Linked DNA regions of Cricetulus griseus: regions 2 and 3 are each linked to region 1. Evidence: chromatin contacts called from public Hi-C data. All regions are on one chromosome and are shown on one strand. Each heading gives the region's core, a stretch centred on a gene start, on an enhancer-like site or on the middle of the called end of the contact. The rest is flanking DNA. Distances are from core to core; before and after follow the strand shown.

What was found. Hi-C and Micro-C count contacts between places; a contact is called where the count stands out from the background.
Region 2: a contact with region 1 is called in a Hi-C map of the CHO-K1 cell line, with 4 times the contacts expected there. The contact joins the enhancer-like site here to the promoter of Smurf1 in region 1. A contact is called at or near these places in 4 of 8 Hi-C or Micro-C datasets (the CHK-Q cell line, the CHO-K1 cell line and fibroblasts).
Region 3: a contact with region 1 is called in a Hi-C map of fibroblasts, with 2.8 times the contacts expected there. The contact joins the enhancer-like site here to the promoter of Smurf1 in region 1. A contact is called at or near these places in 4 of 8 Hi-C or Micro-C datasets (the CHO-K1 cell line, fibroblasts and liver).

Annotation. Positions count from the first base shown.
Region 1 is chr4:81,374,131-81,377,637 of CriGri-PICRH-1.0, forward strand. It overlaps Smurf1 (E3 ubiquitin-protein ligase SMURF1), which reads right to left and starts at 1,995. Exons shown (of 17, transcript XM_027413618.2): 1 at 1,676-1,995. The coding sequence starts at 1,730.
Region 2 is chr4:81,446,683-81,450,189 of CriGri-PICRH-1.0, forward strand. No RefSeq gene overlaps it. Among named protein-coding and RNA genes, the nearest start is that of Arpc1a, 21 kb to the right of the region's middle. Within about 2 kb of position 1,744, at least 4 of the 6 cell types and tissues checked have open chromatin away from gene starts, as enhancers often do. A contact at or near this core is called in the CHO-K1 cell line and fibroblasts, where this site is marked.
Region 3 is chr4:81,305,752-81,309,258 of CriGri-PICRH-1.0, forward strand. Smurf1 (E3 ubiquitin-protein ligase SMURF1) reads right to left here. Exons shown (of 17, transcript XM_027413618.2): 4 at 2,686-2,819; 5 at 1,180-1,255. Among named protein-coding and RNA genes, the nearest start is that of Smurf1, 69 kb to the right of the region's middle. Within about 2 kb of position 1,895, at least 2 of the 6 cell types and tissues checked have open chromatin away from gene starts, as enhancers often do. A contact at or near this core is called in the CHO-K1 cell line and fibroblasts, where this site is marked.

The DNA of each region.
Region 1 (3,507 bases), core at 745-3,244:
TGGCACTACAGAGCACCTAGGAAACCTGAAAATTCCTCTGAAGACTCGGAGTGGAACAAGGAACCTGTGCTGGAGCAGCTGCCACAGCTCAGCTTGTGTGGGAGTGGGGGATCGCGCCACAACAGGGACTCAAGCATGTGGCACTGAGGGGGATGTTGGCGAAGGCACTGCAGAGGAGGTAGGAACCGAAGACCGGGACTCTGCAGTGCTAAGTGGCCAGGCCTCAGGGAGAACGGAAGTGGACTAGACTGGAGAGGTCTGGACCATTGAAGAGGTGGGGGGGAGTGAGAACAAGTCTGGGAGACAGACGTTTGGTCCCAGACAGGCTTGAGGAATTTGCGACTCAAGGGTGGAGGCTGTAAGACAGAAGCGAGGGGGCGGGACTGAAAGATAATCGAGGGCGGGATCAGACAGAAACAAGGGGAGGGGCTTGGGCAGCGGAGGGGGCGGGGCCAAGAGGGGGGAAGGCCCCTAGAAAGATGGAGATGGGGAGGGAGTGAGGAGGTAGGAGAGCAAAGAGAGGATCAAAGCAGGCCAGTGGGGGGGGGGGGGGCGATTCTCGGGATACCAGGAGGGAGAAGTGAGAAGGTCAGAGAACACAGTGGTGAAGGAAGAAAGGAGGCGAAGAGATGAGAAGCTACAAGGGAAAAAGACAGCAGACAGGTGGGAGGGTAGTAAGGTGTGGGACTAGAGAGGGATAGCAGGTAGGAGGATGGTGAGTGAAGAAATGGATGATGAAAATCTGAGGTGAGGGTGGGAAGAGCAAAAGGTGCAGCGAGGGGGCGGGACCTACATGAAGTTGAAAGTGGGTGTGGAGCTGAGGGAGCCAGGCACAAGGCCTGGAGAAGAGCAGGGAGGGGCAGATGTGGGACAGAGGGTGCCTGGGGCAGGATATAGAGAGGGTCACAAGAGAGCCGGTGGGGGACCCCGAGGGGCGGGACCTCTATGCAGCTGAGGGTAGGGGTAGGGCAGAAAGGAGAGCTAGGGGATGGTCCTGGAGAGGGGAGCTAGGGGGCGGGACCTGAAGCAGAGGGGTAAGGTTAGGGGCAGAGGGAGGCAGTTAGGGGGCGGGGCCCATATGCAAATGACGGTAGGTGTGGGCAGAGTGTGAACGGTGAGGGGAGGACCTGATAAAGAGGGAGGAGCCGGAGGCAGTACCTACCGAGGATCAGCGGGGGTTGGGGGTGGAGCCCGACAGAAGGATGAACAGCAAGTAGGGCTTGAAGCAGAAAAAACCAACTGCAGAGAAATTAGCAGGCGGGGAATAATGCAGAGGGAGGAGCCAGAGGGCGGGGCACCAAGGCTACAAAGTAAAGAGGTGGAGCCTGTGGGGGGAGGGGGCGGGAGTCTGCAGAACAGTCGAGGGCTGAACCTGGTTACGAAAGGGGGAGGATCTGCGGATCAATAGGGGCGGGGCTAGATGCAAGAGGGCGGGGCTGCCGCAGCGGGCGGGGCCTGATGGCCGGGGGTGGGGCCTGATGCAGAGGGAGGGTACTGGGCGGCGGGGGCGGCGCCTGCAGAGCAGCCGGGGGGGCGGGGCCGGGAAAGGGAGCGAGGGGCGCACGCCGTGGGGGGTGCGGCGGTCCCGGGACAACGGCCGGTGCGGCGGGGTGGGAGTCCTCGAGGTCCCTGGGACCGCCTGGGGGCGCGAGGGCCGCGGCCCTGTAGTGCCTACCTGTCAGACGGATCTTGATGCTAGAGCCGTTCCTACGCGTCCCGGGGTTCGACATCTCCCGCCAGCGGCCGGCCGGCCTTGGATCCAGCGCCGCCGCCCCCAGCCGGCCCGGCCCGGCCCCGCCGCCGCCTCAAGGTTACGGCCACGGGCTGGGGTGCCGGGGTCCGAGCCGGGACGCCGAGTGAGCGGCGCAGGCGTCGGACGGGAGCCGCGGGCTGGAGCCGCAGGACGGAGCGCTCGGCTGCGCCGCCGCCCGGAGCCGCCCCTGGCCGCCAGCCCGGAGCCGCCGCGCTCGCAGCCGGACGCCCGCCGCCCTCGCTGCTTCCGCCGCCGCCTCCCGAGCTGCGCGCGCCCGTCGCCGTGCCGGCCCGGCCCTGCGCGGCCCCGCGCTTGCGTGCGTGCATGCGTGCGCGCGCCCGAGGAGCACGGCGCTACGCCGACAGCGTTCGTCCTGGGCGCGCACGCGAAGGTTCAGGGAGCTACTAGGTTTCTGCAGCCCGTGGAGATTCTTGAAACAGACATCCCGCTCGCGGAGCACTTCTTAGCCACAATCTCGGAACGAACTGATTTGCTTGTGCAACGATTTGGGAAATCGAATTATTTTTCTAGAGTCGGACTTTTTCCTGATGGAAGCCAGAGGATTGTGTGAAACCCCAAGCACCTTGCGCGCGTGCGCCCACGGGCACGCGATATCATTTTTGAGAAAATAACGTTTAGATCCTGCAAGTTCCAAGAGAGGACTTTCCACAATGATCGGGTGTGCCCTGTGCAACTGGTGTATTCGATTGACAAAGTGGCTAGACCCTCAGGAAGTGAGGCATATGGACCAGCTAAACTAGATGAGTGATGTAAACTGGAGAGGTGTGTGGTTTTGTGGTTAGGGACCTGCATGCAATTAAACTAACCTAGGAAGGTAAGCAGTGGGATTTGCGATTCCCTGCCTTCGGGTGAAACACACACACCCCGCGCGCGTGTGCGCCCCTAGAGAGGCAGGCAGGTAAAAAAGTAAAAGCTGTGTTTTCCCCAGCAAGCAAACCCATCTCTATGGTAACACATTCTAGAGAGGAAATAAAACGTTCTTGAAAAGGCTGGGTATGTTTACCTAACTCACATCTGATATGAACCTAATTCTTTTCATAGACAGAGTTTATGTGGCTTCCTTAGCCCTGTTACCCACAGCACTTAGCCACCCTCTTTGGAGACAGAGGCTCATTTTTAGACCAAGCTGGCCTCGAACTTGTGATCCTCCTGCCTCAGCTTCCTGATTACCAGCCTGTACCACAACCCACCTGGCCTTACCCTAGTGGTTTGTTTTGTTTCTATGACCCTGTGCAGCCCAGAGTTTCAAATAGCTGTAGTGAATTGTCTAAGAAAAGGAACAGTATATGAGCAACAGTTAATCCAGACGCTAGCTCTGTCTCATTTTCTAGGCAGCTGTCATTGAGATTGAGACCCTAGGTCAGAATAAATCCATTTAAGAGTCTTTGATGAGGGTTGGTATGATAGCTCCATTGATAAAGTGTTTGTTGTGCAAGCATGAAAAACTGAGTCTTGTGGGGGTTTTAGATATTTTTTAATCTACATATGAGTGTTTTGCATGTGTGTTTATATGTACATCAGAGGGTGCTGGATCTGAAACGAGTGGTTGTGAACTACCATGTGAGGGTACTGGGAACTGAACTCAGGTCCTCTGGAAGAGCAACAAATACTCTTTTGTGTACATAATTTATTTAATTTTATTTTAGTGCATTAGTGTGAAGACTGTGTAATGGTGTCAAAGCCCCTGGAACAGTAGTCACAGACACTTGTGAGCTGCCATGTGGGTTCTGGGA
Region 2 (3,507 bases), core at 494-2,993, 72 kb after region 1:
CCTCAGCTGGAAGCAAGAAGCAGAAGCAAGGATACTCCTCCATGATGGGTACCAACCCCTACAGGGTGAGGAAGGGATGCCTAGAGACCACCTGGGGTCCAACACCCACCAACCCCACCTGCTGCTTCGAAGCCAAGGATAGAATGATTTCATTTCTCTGCCTGTTTTCTCTTTAATCAGTCTCTTTCATTATGAAGATGTCACAGGAGCATAAGACCATTGGGCAGAAAGTCACCTTTGAAAAGTCCAGTTGTTTCATCTTTAGACTCAAAGGCACTGTGAGGGCTGAGTATGGTGGCTCCGAGTGTAACAGCAGAATGCATGAGGCTGATGCAGGAGGATCCTGACTTGTAGGCTAGGGTGAACTGCATAGAAGACCCTCTCTCCAAACAACAATATAAAATAAAGGGACTGTTCAATATAATAAATCAAAGATTAAAAAATGCTCAAAATCAAAGCTGGGTATATAGCTCAGTGATAGAGTGAGCATTTGCCTAGAATGCCTCAGTGAGGGGCTATGGCTGCAGCTCAGGGGTAGAGCACCTGCCTAGAACCCCCCAGTGAGGATCTGGGGGTGTGGCTCAGTGGTAGAGCACCTGCCTAGAAACCCCCAGTGAGGGGCTGAGGGTGTGGCTCAGTGGTAGAGCACCTACCTAGAATCCCCCAGTGTGGGACTGGGGGTGTGGCTCAGTGGTAGAGCCCTTGCCTAGAATCTGCCAATGAGAGGCTGGAGACGTGGTTCACTGGTAGTGTGATTACCTAGAATCCTCTAGTGTGGGCTTGGGGATGTGGCTCAGCTTCACAGTGTGTGCCTAGGGTGCCCAAGACCCTGAGTTCTACCTCCAGAAACACAAAGCTCAAATCTTGTGTCAGAGAGTTAGCTTCCCGCCTTCAAGGCTGGCCATAGCTTCTGCAATTTGAGGGTTACTGGGAAAACCTTCCATAGTACAGCCAACAAAGAACTATTGCAAGAAGGAAGATTGCCAAAGGGCTGGGCTACCTCAGGGCAGTCACCTCCTTTAAAGGATCCACGCTGCAGAGAAGGGATCATCCATCCATCAGAGAGGTTAACAGAAGGCAGAAGTTAACTGTCTTCTGAACACAGACCCTGTGGTTCTTTCTAGCACCAAGATTCTGTAGCAAACCAAGAGTGTCTGTATGCTTCCTGTGTCCATGGAGGCCAGAAGAGGATGCCAGATTCTCTAGAGCTGGAGTTATAGGCAGTTGTGAGCCACCCAACATGGGTACTGGGAGTTGAACTCAGGTCCTCTGGAAAAGCAGCAAGTACTCTTAACCCCTGAGCCATTTCCCTAGTCCCTGTTTAACAATTTTAAGAAGCCAGGGGCAGAGGATAGTTCAGGGGTTAAGAGTGTTTGCTGCTTTTCCAGGGGAAAGTACTTGCCTTATAAGCACAGGGATCTATGTTCAGTCCCCAGAAAAGTGGGGGGCTGGGTGTACATTTGTAAGCCCAGTGTTGGGGGTGTGGAGACAGGAGGAACCTTGGGGCTCACTGGCCAGCTAACCTAGCCAAAGCAGTGAGTTCCAGGCCAGTGAGAGATCCTGTCTTAAGATAAAGTGCACCGTGCCTGAGAAACAGCACACGAGGTTGTTGTCTGGTTACCATATGCATGAGGGCACACACAAAAAACCCACTCACAGTCAAGGCCCTGGACCTGGCCAAGTCTGACAGCACATATGGGCAGGGCCTGTTTGATGAAATCTGGGTAATCCCAGCTCACTCACCCATCGAGTCTAAGCCTTGAGCTGGCAGATGAATCCAGGCTGACTCAGAGTGGCCTCCTGACCTTGACTCATTGGGCCTGGGCCACCCTGCAACTTTCCTGGGAAAGGAAAAAGTCCCGCTGGGATTTTAAGGGCCACACAGGCTGGTGGCACAAGGTGTCCATCTACAGCTGCTTAACAGAACTGCACCTCCTTGTGACAGAGGGTGACCTAGGAGGAGTGCTTGACTTGGCAGACAATCTGCACATGCATGAGTGCATACCCTCAGATACATGCTTGCACACATCACGCAACCCATTGTGGTCAGCACTCATGAACCCACTTAAAACCCACAATTGAGCTTTCTGGTACATTGACACATATCTATAACCACAGCAAAAGGGAAGTGGATGGGGGAGGATTGCCTCAACTACATAACCAGCTCAAGGCTAGCCTGGGCTTCTGTAACCCTACTTCAACCAACCAACAACCCATAACTTACACTCTATTCCTCACCCCAGATCTGAAGTTTTGAATTAACCAGATCCAGGCAGACTTCAAACTTCTGATCCTCCTTCCTCAGCCTTACAAGTACCCAAGTGCTGCACACACACATACATACATACTATATACATACATACATACATACAATATACATACATACATACATACATACACACATACATACATACTATATACATACATACATACTATATACATACATACATGCATGCATACGTGTCCCCAGCTAGTTTCTAGCTCTTTCTAATACCTGTGGAAAGTGGGCTTTGTTTTCTTGGAGATGAGCTGCCCTATGGTGATACATTGTTTATGGTTTATTAAAGCCACTGGAGATCAAAATAGCAAAGCAGCCACACTAGTTAGCTATAGAAGCCAGGCAGTGGTGGTACACACCTTTAATCCCAGGACTCAGGATTAAGAGGCACATGAATCTCTTAGTTCAAGGCCACACTGACCACACAAAATTGATCCAGTCCTAAAAAAAACAGCTCACACAAAGGTGATCTCAGCACCTGGGATCACATGCCTTTAATCTCAGCATTAGGAAGTTATACAAGACAGGAGCAAGGCCTCGGAGCTAGCAGTCAGTCTCAGGAGTCTCTAGCCATGTTGAGGAGAACACAACAGTCTGAGTGAATCTGAGGAGCAATGAAGTTGGGAGCAGTCTTAGGATCACCCCTTTGGTCTGAGCTGAGGGAGAGTGAGAGCTAGTGGCCAGCTGTGTTGCTTTTCTGATCTTCAGCTTGAAGCTTGAACTCCAAAATCTGTCTCTGGGTCATTTATTTATTTATTTATTTATTTATTTATTTATTTATTTATTTGTGTTAGACTGCCCCGTGCATATGCCATGAGTTAAAGCCTGAGGTTGCTTCTCTGTCTCCCTCTCTCTTTTTGTTTGTTTTGTTTTGTTTTGTTTTTCAAGACAGGGTTTCTCTGTGTAGCTTTGGAGGCTGTCCTGGAACTCACTCTGTAGATCAGGCTGACCTCGAACTCATAAAGATCTGCCTGCCTCTGCTTCCTGAGCGCTGGGATTAAAGGCCTTCGCCGCCACCACTCAACAATGATGGCTATTCTTGGTTGTCAACTTGACTACATCTATAATGAACTACAGAAATGGAGGGCACACCTGTGAGAAATTATTTTTGCTAGGTTTGAAGTGGGTGAATCCACTTCTTGTCCAGATCCTTGAAGTAGGAAGACACACACCTTTGATCTGGATCTTGAGGAGGGAAGATGCACCTTTAATCTGGGCCTTACCTTCTG
Region 3 (3,507 bases), core at 645-3,144, 68 kb before region 1:
TGGCATTTAGGGTGTCCAGTGAGAAAGACTCTCAAATGGAACAAGAGGTCAGAGGAAACCCCAATTTAGACTAACAGGGCCACTCCAGGCTACAGCTCTAAGTGATGGGAGGAGCAGCAGAAGGTGCTCATGACATTTCATTTTTCTTGATTTAATCCAAACACTCCATTCTCTTTGTTACATAAAATACTATGGCTCTAACTGCTTTTTAAACATTCTTTGCCCCCTTCCCCAGCAGTTTCAAAAACATTTTTTCTTAATGAGTCGCTTCCCCTTTCAATCGAATACTTTTTAAAAACCCTCTTACATTGAAAGGCGAGAAAATGGGCTTCTACCCGAACCCAGCACCAGTTACAGTGGGTGATAGCAGGCTGCTCCCAGTCCTCTCCACCAGTGGACTATTGTCAGTCCAATCCCTACATTTTACCATTCTATCTGTTCATGTTTTGGCATGGACTACTTTTTTAAAGGCAATGACTTTACCATTATTGCAGCTGAACAAAGTAACATTCATTTTGAAGAAAAAAAATCAAACACAAGCCAATGTTCCAATTTCTGTCTTATAAAATCATGATTGAAACAAAGTCTAAGGCCTGGAGTGATGCTCAGAGGGTAGAGTACATACTGTGCAAGCATGAGGACCCAAGTTCAAAGCCCAGCTAGTGTATGCATGGAGGAAACAGTGCTCACTGGGGCTCACTGGTTGGGCAGCCTTGGCTAACTAGTGAGTCCCAAGCCAGTGAAAGACCTTTTTCAAAATCCTAGGTGGGGGCCAGAGAGATGGCTCGGCAGTTAAGAGCACTTCCAGAGGACCCAGGTTCAATTCCCAGAACCCACATGGCAGCTCACAACTGTCTGTAACTCCAGTTACAAGGGATCCAACATCCTCACGCAGACATACATTCAGGCAAAACACCAACACATACAAAGTAAATAAATAAATCTTAAAAAAACCCAAGGTGGGTGGCGCGCGCGCGTACACACACACACACACACACACACACACACACACACACACAGAGTCACATATTGTGGGGGGACCTAATCCCTGGGGTAGCTACACCTTCCTTCATAAACTAGTAGTCTGGAACAGTTTTACCCTCCACAGCAGTATAAGGTTCACAGGTTCTTTCCTATGGGGACAAAGAACATGGCTGGCATCACGGTAGGCATACGTACCCTTCATTTTCTAGCAGTCCCCTGCAGTCCACCACCGACCCTCCACTGCCTATTCTGTCTCGGGTCTGTAAACTGACTACAACAGAAAAGAAGAGCTTACATTAGAACCAAGGGTTGCTCTACACCCTGCCACACAGTGAGCCACTGACACCCTATAACATATATCCAAGTATCATAAAAAGAAAGTGAGTTTACACACACACACACACACACACACACACACACACACACACACACTGAGGCTTCAGTGTGAAGCATCTCGGGCCAACAGCTGCAAACCCCACACACTGTTTCAACAGTCCTTGAAAGCAGAGAGCAGAGAAGCTGCTGAGGCTCTCCTGCTCCCTGCCCCCCATACAGCTACCGAACACTGTGTAATCCCATTACACTAGCCTCCAATTTTAAGAAGACCTGGTTTATGTTTAGTGGAGGTACAAAGGACATCTTCAGTGCCCACAGTCATGTTCAGTATAAAGAAACATTCATGTCTGGCCTCACTGGCAAGGACAAGAAAGTGGTTTTACTCCTAAGTTTTCAATTGTGTGGTTTCCGCCCCTGACATCCCTCCACAGAGGAAAGAAGAGACTCCAGGTGGGAATGCATTGCATGTGAGTGTCATCGATAAGCCGTTGCCAGGGTGGATACGCTGCTCACTGTCTTGGGACCTGAGGCATCTGGAGTTGCAGAGTGACTCAGCCTGGCTGTTGCTCCACCCGAGTCCATGCAGTCAGTACACATGGCCAGCATGTGCTTTCCCCTAAGACACTGCCAAGAACAGGGTGGGCAAGGGGACAGGCAACTCGGAGGTCACTCCATCGGAATGCCTCTGGTCAACATGGTGAGCACATTTTAATCGTTCTCGCCACACAACGAAACCCTCTGGCTATAAATCACATTACTTGGATTTGTCATTGCTTTTGCCATATAAGATGGGGCTTCCCAGAAGCCATTTATTCCAGCTCCTGCATATGTGGCCATCCCAACTCAGCTCTTCAACGTGTGGTCTCAGCTCTTATCAACCCCCGGACAATACAAACGTCAACTGTCCATTCTTGTGGTTACTGGCATGACACTTATAAATCACACACTCCATCTCCACTGGAGTCACATGAACTCAGTTTCAATGACAAGATGAAGGGAACCAGAGAAAAGACAAGAGGAAAGGCTTGTTCTGGAGAGATGGCCCAGATGTGGTCTGCCCTAGAAGCCTGGCCCCATCAGTACCGGGAGCAGGACAGTGGGTTCCATCAAATCGCCCTTTATGCACATGAGAAAATTCTTACCCACTATTTGGCCACGAACCGCATCAGTATCTGAGGGATTTAGTTTGCATAGATCCAAACGCTGGTCTGCAAACAAACAATTCAAAACTTAACCCAGGAAAGGTTAACTAGGGAGGAAGGCAGGAATTCTGTATTCAGCATTCAAAGTAAATCAAAGAAAGAAAAAGATGCCTCCTAGCTTTCTCCAGCTGCACTGAGAGGCGGAAGAGCATTTGGTTCTTACAGCCAGTGTCTTTCAATCTGCTGATGGCATTGGAGAGCAGCCGCACGCAGCCGAGGAAGCCAGCCCCCTGCTTCTTGTGGATCTTCTTGTGGTTCCACACACTGATCGTTATAGAGTCGGTTTTCCCAACGTACCTGGGAGAGCACATAAATTCGCTCAGATACACTTCGGAACTATGACAGCCTCATTTACATGCATCTGGTGGACTTAGAATCCATGGAGTAAGAGTTGAGTGGCTGTGTCTCACTAGGCATGGGAAAAAGATTCCAACCAGATACACAAGCTGTGAGTGCTGGTAACCAAGTCACAATAAGCATTTTAAATTAGCATTTCCTTTATTCATTTGTTTATTGTACCTGAGATTGAACCAAGGCCTCCCATAGGCCAAAGCAAAGCACTCTACCACTGAGCCATGCCCTTGACCCTTGACCCACTGACAAGTGTTCTTCTTTAGCCATATGCCCAATCCCATCCCTCCCTGGTTTAAAAAAACAAAAACAACTTTTTATTTTGAGATGGAGTCTAATTTGCCCAGGCTACAGTTGTGAAACAATTTCCTTGGAAGTGAAATATTCTACACCAGAGGGAGACCTATTTAAACTCAGGAAATTCTAAAGGAATCTCAGTAAAACACAGGAAATAAGAAACTCACAAGTCAGGAAATCCTGAAATTTACCAGATTCACAAAGGCTCCCCTCCCCTCCCAGGATTACAAGGTATGGACTGCTGAGGAGAGGAGATGCTCCAGGGTGCTAAGCTGCCTGCAAGTCCTGCAGAGAACAACAGAGCAAGAGAGCAACCGGGCCCAGCTTCTAGGGAGGC